2 separate regions of the Mus musculus genome follow, and region 2 is linked to region 1. A link is a contact called in public HiChIP or PLAC-seq data. All regions are on one chromosome and are shown on one strand. Each heading gives the region's core, a stretch centred on a gene start, on an enhancer-like site or on the middle of the called end of the contact. The rest is flanking DNA. Distances are from core to core; before and after follow the strand shown. Region 1 overlaps Gm33616 (a long non-coding RNA gene). Region 2 holds the start of Abhd14a (abhydrolase domain containing 14A).

The links. HiChIP or PLAC-seq counts read pairs in DNA pulled down with a chosen protein or histone mark.
Region 2: an HNF4G HiChIP or PLAC-seq map of pancreatic cancer cells shows a contact between it and region 1. The contact joins the promoter of Abhd14a here to the enhancer-like site in region 1. A contact is called at or near these places in 1 of 39 promoter capture datasets (macrophages), 4 of 115 datasets of contacts at active chromatin or transcription factors (bone marrow-derived macrophages, embryonic stem cells and pancreatic cancer cells) and 3 of 9 other capture datasets (adipose tissue, liver and pancreatic islet).

The regions. Positions count from the first base shown.
Region 1 is chr9:106,393,119-106,396,892 of GRCm38.p6, reverse strand. The region is part of intron 2 of Gm33616 (a long non-coding RNA gene); the gene reads left to right. Among named protein-coding and RNA genes, the nearest start is that of Gm46131, 19 kb to the left of the region's middle. Within about 2 kb of position 2,077, at least 40 of the 459 cell types and tissues checked have an H3K27ac peak or open chromatin away from gene starts, as enhancers often do. A contact at or near this core is called in bone marrow-derived macrophages and pancreatic cancer cells, where this site is marked.
Region 2 is chr9:106,445,655-106,449,428 of GRCm38.p6, reverse strand. It overlaps Abhd14a (abhydrolase domain containing 14A), which reads left to right and starts at 1,751. Exons shown (of 6, transcript NM_001110271.2): 1 at 1,751-1,898; 2 at 3,595-3,774. Abhd14b (abhydrolase domain containing 14b) reads right to left here and starts at 789. Exons shown (of 4, transcript NM_029631.3): 1 at 720-789.

The sequences.
Region 1 (3,774 bases), core at 828-3,327:
AAGAAAGAAGAGAAAGGAAAAAAAAAACTTCTGAACAAAGCATAAGCAACAACCGATAAAAACGGTTTTTGTTACATTTCTTTTTTTAGTGTGTGTATGCGTGTGCCCGCACTTACGCACGTACGTGTGTGCATACACAGTGATTTCTGGGTAGGAGTCAGAGGACAACTTGCAGGAGATACTTGTGTCTTGCTACCAAGTGGGTTCTGGATGGTGAACTCAGGTCTTCAGGGTTAGCAGTGAGCACCTTTACCCACAGAGCTGGCTTTCCAGCATATGACAAGTTCCTTACTGCTCTATCATCTGCTGGGTGAGTCTCTCTCTCTCTCTCTCTCTCTCTTTTTTTGTTTTTTTTTTTTTTTTTTGGTTTTTCGAGACAGGGTTTCTCTGTGTAGCCCTGGCTGTCCTGGAACTCACTCTGTAGACCAGGCTGGCCTCGAACTCAGAAATCTGCCTGCCTCTGCCTCCCGAGTGCTGGGATTAAAGGCGTGAGCCACCACCACCTGGCCTGCTGGGTCTCCATTAAAAAAAAAAAATGACAGTGGCCTCTTTGGAAGCCTTGGATTTCAGAGATGGGGAAGGGGAGGAGGATGGACTCTTCTAGCTGGAACCAGACTTATCATCCCCCTAGCGTGAACAATTGCAGCCCTCTCTCCTGACATCCCTAAGGGTTACTGCATTCAGATGTTAGAGGAGGCTAGACCTCAGGATCCAGGGAAAGTCTTAGGGAGAAAAATCTGAACTTCTTCCATGTTCTAGTATTCAGGCAGTAGACTTAACCCAAAAATATTTCCCTTTGAGTTCATCTGACAGGCAATAGAAGTCCCAGGGGGCTGGGGAGGGGGGGCACTGGGGCTTACAACTATCTATTTTCTCGGGGACTCTATATCCTCTTTCTTTATCCTGGGCCTAGATGAGAAGGCATGAAGGTCTAGCATGGGATCAGAAAGGTCCCTGGGCCTCAGAAGGGAGCTTGTGGTCATTATGGTCATGCAGAAAGAATCTCACAGATCTGATGGGTGGGTGCCAGTCTGACAGCCACAGGCCCCTGGAGGCCCCTATACTGAGTTATTCTTCCTTCAATCTGGCCAGGGCCCTCCACCCGCACTCCAAGATGGGCTTGCATGGACTGGAAGTTATGGGAAGGATTTTTGCTACCTGACATTGGTTGAATGACCTGACATTAAGCCACGGGGAGACACAGGCCTCCGATCTTTAGGACACACGTGCTTTCTTTGGCTGGGCCCTGAACCAGAAGTCAGAGCAATCCCCTCACAGAAAATTCTTAGCCTTGGGAAGTGGCTCTGGTCTTTGCATGGGGAAGCAAAGGTGCTCCTGGCTGCAGGGCACAGACAGACAGACAGACAGACAGACAGAGCCAGCAGGTCTCCTCAGGGGACAGAGCGGCCATGTGATCACAGGACAACCCAAGAAACCTAGAGGAAAGCACGCTCTGCTCTGGCTCTGCTCCAGATGCTGGCTGAGCTCGGTTTTCTGGTACTCTCTTGTTTAATTAATTCTCATGACCCTGGGAGATTTGCACAATTATTAATCCCTGTTTACAGATGAGGAACAGAGGCCCAGAGGGGGCTAAACCCTGCCTGGCATCACAGAGCATCAATAATCCTCATGCCCGGTGCACACACTCACAGGGACTGACACTCCCCAGGGCGTCCCTCACTGCTTAAGAGCACAGTCCTGGCGAGGGGGTTTGGGCCAGCAACATCCCCGGGGTGGAATCCTGGGGACTTAATGTGCCCCACCCAGGTCCCTTCCACAGGATACCAATCAGATGGGTGCAGCAATTGGTAGTGGGACCAAGACAAGGCAGAGAGGTGACCCAAGCCCCTCGCTAGAGGAAAACTGGTTTCAGCAAGGTGGATCAGCCCTCCGGAGCACGCCTGTGATTCTAGCTGAGGCAGGCATTGAATACATATCCAGGAGGCCATGCTGTGGACAGACAGCCCAAGAAGTGCTCTCGGGGGCCCTTTAAGTGCCTGCATACACACAGATCCCCCACTAGGGGCCCCTCACTTTCTCTCTGTCTACTGGGGCTCTGCATCCTTGCTGTGGACAAAGGGAGAAGAGCAGAGAACTGAGACCCAGGAAGTATCCTGACTTGGGCTGCAGGGCTGGCCCAGACATGACTGGCAGCTTAAGAACCTTCACCTTGCTGTTCCTCAGCTCCTTTCTCTTCCCTCCCAGTCACTCCTCCACCCCCACCTCCTTACTCTGGACCCTCTTACCCCTCCTCCTCTCTGTCACCTCTGATACTCCTCTGACACAAGTTAAACACAGTGTCCTCTTCTACCCCTGGGCATCTGTCTGGGGGTAGAGTTGCCTGAGCCTCACTCCAGCTGGGCTTCATGCTTGCCTTGGGCTGAGCTTGAATAGGAAGGAACACGGAACCACAGGGCTCGGCATCTATGTCCTGGAGCAGTTCTAAGCCTGGTTGCATCATGGAAAGACAGAAGATGCTCAAGGGGGGAGGGGTATAGCATCAGAAGCTAGAGAGAAAGGGTTGAAGCTTCACTGGTGAAAGGGAGGCTGAAGAGGGCCATGCTCAAAGCCAAGGCTTTCCAGTGAATAGGTTAACACGTTGGGGGCTTCCCATCTCTGCCACCAGCCCAAACACCTTCCTGAGTACTTCCTGTGGCCCAGGAGACCAAGGTGAGGCAAGTCGCTTCTGAAACAAACTCCCTATGGCCTTTGGCCAGTTAGGGCTTTGTACTCAGCTCAGTTTCTCTATCTGTCAAATGGGACAAGGGATGGGAGAGTGTGGGAAGTCGGCCTCAGGGATATCCACCCGGACCAAGAAGACGATCAATGGGCTAAGCCTGGTGGTGCATGTCTTTAATCTAGCTCTCAGGAGGCGGAGGCAGGAGGATCTCTGTGAGTTCAGTGCCAGTCTGGTCTACATAATTATTAGCTCCAGGACAGTCAGAACTATGTAGGAAGTTCTTGCATAATAACAAACAAACAAACAAACAAACAGGACAAGTCGTGCCAACTACAGGTCTGTCACAGCCAAACCGCATTCATCACAGCCTCCTTGGTCTCCTTTCATTTAAATACTGCAATTTACTTCACTCAGCCTGGCCTGAGATCACTTAGCTGGTGCCAAGATCTGATAGGGCTGCTTCTTGGTAATCTGCGGCCCGAGTGCAGTGCGGGCTGCCAAGGACCTGGCTGAGATGGGGCCGCTGGAACCCACTGGCCTCTGTGAGCCCTGTGCCCGCCACTCTCACTGCTGCTCATCTCAGCTTGGTGAGGCTCAGAGCAACTCCGAGAAGCAGCCACAAGGGCTACTGGCCTCTAGTCACCAGCAGGTCCCAAAGCCCAAGGCCCACGCCAGGCGTGACCCCTCTTCAGCCATGCCGTGCTTTTGCCTTCTTTGCCAAATGGCCGCTGACCAACCCTATCCCAGTGTTGCCCCTTCAGGTTTTTCTTGACCTCCCCACTCATGACAGGAATGAGACTCACTTCTCAGCGGGCTCAGACTCCATTCCCATGCTTTGAATTCCACCCCCCCCCCCCAGGGGCCTCTCTGCCCGGTGTCAGGTCTGGTGGACAAGAAGCATGTCACGTGGTGCAGGGAGCAAAAAGGTCCAGGGCAAGGGACCATGGAGAGCTTCCTCTAACTCCTAACTTTGATCTTTACCTGCTAGGGTATAGGGCAGAGCAGGCAAAGATGAGCCTCAGCCTGGAGTCTCCAGGCTAGCGCTGGCCCCTTTCTCCAAAGGAAGGAGGAAGCTGCCATGGTTGATCAGAAGC
Region 2 (3,774 bases), core at 502-3,001, 53 kb before region 1:
CCAGTTAAGGTATCTGCTGCTAGTAAAAAACTGGTATGTGGGACTATTCAATACTAGCTCATAGCCTGGCAGTGGTGGCACACACCTTTAATCCCAGCATTTGGGTGGCAGAGGCAGGTGAATTTCTGAGTTGGAGGCCAGCCTGGTCTACAGAGTGAGTTCCAGGTCAACCAAGGGTACACAGAGAAACCCTGTCTCGAAAGAAAGAAAAAAAAATAGCTCATAGGCATTAAATGAGGCTATGCATGAGGGGAAAACTTATACATGCCTAGGACATAGTAAGTGCTCAATCAAGGGTAAATACCGCCCTGATTAGCCTCATCTAAACCAGCACTAGCGTACTGTGGGTGAACTAGTAATACAGGCAGGAGATCAAGTTTGTTTGGGACGAAGGCCCTTTTTCCAGAAGCAGAAACACATGCACCGGTCAGCAAGGACTTTGGAGTTCCTGACTGCCAGGGACGCGGGGTGCTCAGCGCGCTAGCCGCTGGAGCCCAACCAGTTGACGCTGCGGTCACCCGCGCTGCCAAGGCTCCCCGGCTCACTGGCCACAGTTCCAGAACCCTGAGTCTGTCTGGAGGAAGCAAGGGAAGGAGGGGTAGCCTGGAGAGGGAAGGAGAGGTGACCTGGAGAGCCGAGATGAGAAGCCTGGGGGCAGGTGGGTTCTGAGTGGAGACGCCAAGAGAGGGAGTCGAGAGTACAGGAAATGTGCGTGGTACCTGGAAATGTGCGTGGTCTTCCGCAGGAGAATGGCGTGTGCTATTGACGGGTGGGGAGAGAAGTAGGAAAGGGGTGGGGACAGGAGGTGGGGACAGGCCTAGGCGTTCCAGGCGCCCTCTCTTGGTCACAAGCTGCCACTAGGCTCGTCTGCACCTTAACCCTTCGTTCTTTGATCAAACTTGTTTTCCCAAGCCCACCTCCACCCCATGTGCACCAAAAACAGGGTTGAAGATCTCGAAACAGTCAGCGAACTGCATCCTCATTGATCTGCTCCACAGATCATTTCCACACAGAAATGGCTTGACTTAACGGGCGAAATATTTCTGGTATCTTTGCTGTTTTCCCCAACCCCCAACCTCCCATCCCATCCCATCCCTCACCCTGAGTCAGGACAGTACATGACGAGTTGTACACCTGTCATAAAGCTGACATGCTACATATCTGAGTGGAAGGCTCCGCCAAAGTTCGGCCAGGTGACATCGGAGTGTGTTCTGAGCCTGTAGAATGAATCCGGTTAATGCCAACTTTGGCGAGGTACCAAATGAGTAGTGAATCTTTTGCACCCTTCCTGGCCTCCCTGCCCCAAAGTCTGGTTGCAACACAGAGGCCTGAACCTGGGACAGACCAGACGTTGATCACAGGTTGCCAACCAAAAATAAATGTCCTGAGCAGACCAGACTTAGAAGACACCTTAAGCTCTGACCCGTCTGGGGAATGGGGCGAGTAAAGAAAATGCTTGGGCAGAAGTCTGGAGCTGCTGCATCATCTGGCATTAACGCTAGGAGAGCTTGGTGCCAAGAACTCTTCTGAGACCTGACCTGTCCTTAAGTTCCATGACATCCTTACACAGCGTGTCTTTCCTAAACCCCATTTTGCAAACAAACCTGCGGAAATTGATGAACCGGGTGACTTTCCACAGGCTCTCAGGCCAATAACAATTCCTAAAATCTGGGCTGAGAGGGGCGGGCCTCGGTGCTTTAGGGCACCGCCCCACGTTCTTCCCTGGTAACCAGGCTTGGCCTGCAGCTGCGTACTGCGCAAGCGCGCCTGGGTGGCTGGACTTTAGCCGTCTGGTTACCAAGGAGGCTGTACCACAGCCGCTAGGCTGTTTGGCAGTTGGTTCCGCCTAGGCCGGGCCCCGCCTCACCGGAGCCTTTCTGGTCACTCCTGTCCACGCGGTGAGTGTCCCCAGAGAAGGAGGCCCTCAGGTTGTCCCCGGATCAGCCATCCTTGTCCCTGCCGCTTGGGGCAGAGTCCTTTGGAAGGCGCAAGCGCGGGGCAACACGTGTACAGTTTTCCTGTGCCCCTGGGCACGCGAGTGTCTGTGTGTTTTGGAAGGTCTGGGTATAAGTGCTTCTCTTCGCATTGGCGGCGGGGGGCTGGGATAGCGGGGGCTGGGGTAGTGTTTTCCGGTCTGCATGCCTGCTTGCATGTCTCTTCTGTGTTTATCTCTGCATCTGACTGTGTGTATTTCCGAAGGTTTGTGTGTGTCCTTCAGTTGGTGCGTTTCTTTCCCCGCCTGCCCCGCAGGTCCTTGTTTGCTAGTAGTTTGTTTTCCCCTAGGTCTTTTTTCTTAAAACATTTATATTGGTGGTGGCACATAAGGAGGTCAAGTCCAGACTTGCTGGAGTCCATTCATCCTTCCACTACTGTGAATTAATTCCAAGGATAAAAGTCAGATCGTCAGGCTTGCAGCAGGTGCCCTTCACCTGTAACTCTTGCCCTTTTAGTATTTCATTTATTTCGGGGGATGTGTATGGAGCTCAAAGGGCAGTTTTGGGAATTGTTTCTTTGCTTTCACCCTATGGGTCCTGAATTTCCAACTTCCATACCTGTGTGTGGGTTGTTTTTTGTTTTTTTTTTTTTTTTCTCCGAGACTGTGTCTATGTGACCCTGGCTGACCTGGAACTGCCTATGTAGACCAAGCTGGCTTCAAATTCATGGAGATCCTCCTGCCTCTGGCTCCTGAGTACTGTGATTAAAGCCATTGAAGCCATGGGCCACCTGCCTGACTTCCATATGGTTTTGAAATCCTATGTGTCCATCCTGATAACAAAAACCTTATTTTGGGTCACAGAATAATGTCCTGTGACAAAATATTTCCTGGGGAGAGAAAACACACATCTACTTATCCCAGATAGGGAGCCCATGACAGTCCACAGTACGGATACCACCAAAGTCCAACTTGGTGAACCAATGATTTTTATTGGGGTTACTTACAGAAATACAGATAAGGGATTACTTATGGGAGCAGAAAGGACTCAAAGACAGCTATGTCACCAAAGCCCGAAACAGGGGTGACAGTTCACAAAACGTGGACACACCGCACAGCCAGCAGGCAGCTCTCCTGGTTGGGGAGTGTCTTTCCCAAGTGCCTCAGCTGGTGTGAACCTATTGTAGGCAGCTCGGCTGGTTTCTGCTTCTTTGGGGAGCTGGCGTGCTCTCGGAGGAGGCTTCTTTGCAGCTTAGCTTTATGTGGTGGGAGAGGGGTTCTCTCTCAGCTTTTGTGGTTTACTCTGGCAGGGAGGGCTCTAGTGAATCTGATCAGTTTCAGGGGAGTTCTTGAAGCTGATTTCTGGCTGTTCACCTCCCTGCTTAAGGAGCTCCTCTGCAGCATGAAATATTTTGACTTTGGAAGAGACTGTTAACGCACCCATGTATGGGATTTATGGGTGTTAGTGTACAAGTGTGACTGCATAAACCAAATGGGTGTGCAAAGAGGCTATGGTACATTTAGGGGATAGCTTCTTGAAAAGTGTGTGGAAGCCAGGCTCTTGTGTCTGTTATGAGTGTGTGCACACTGTGTGCTGTGGAAGAGGGGCATTTCGGTAACCAGAGCAAGCACAGTTTACCTCCAACCTCTTCCACCCGCAGTGCAGTCTGCATCAGAACCCCTACAGTTGTCTAGTCTTGGGCACCCAAGTTGCCATGGCAACGAGTGAAACCCCACCCCTTGACCCTGAAAGAAGGATGGGACACTAAGAGTGGTCCATCCGGATGTTCCGCCTCTTGGGAAAGCTGCACTGGAGACAGGCAGCCTTGGCTGCTCCAGGT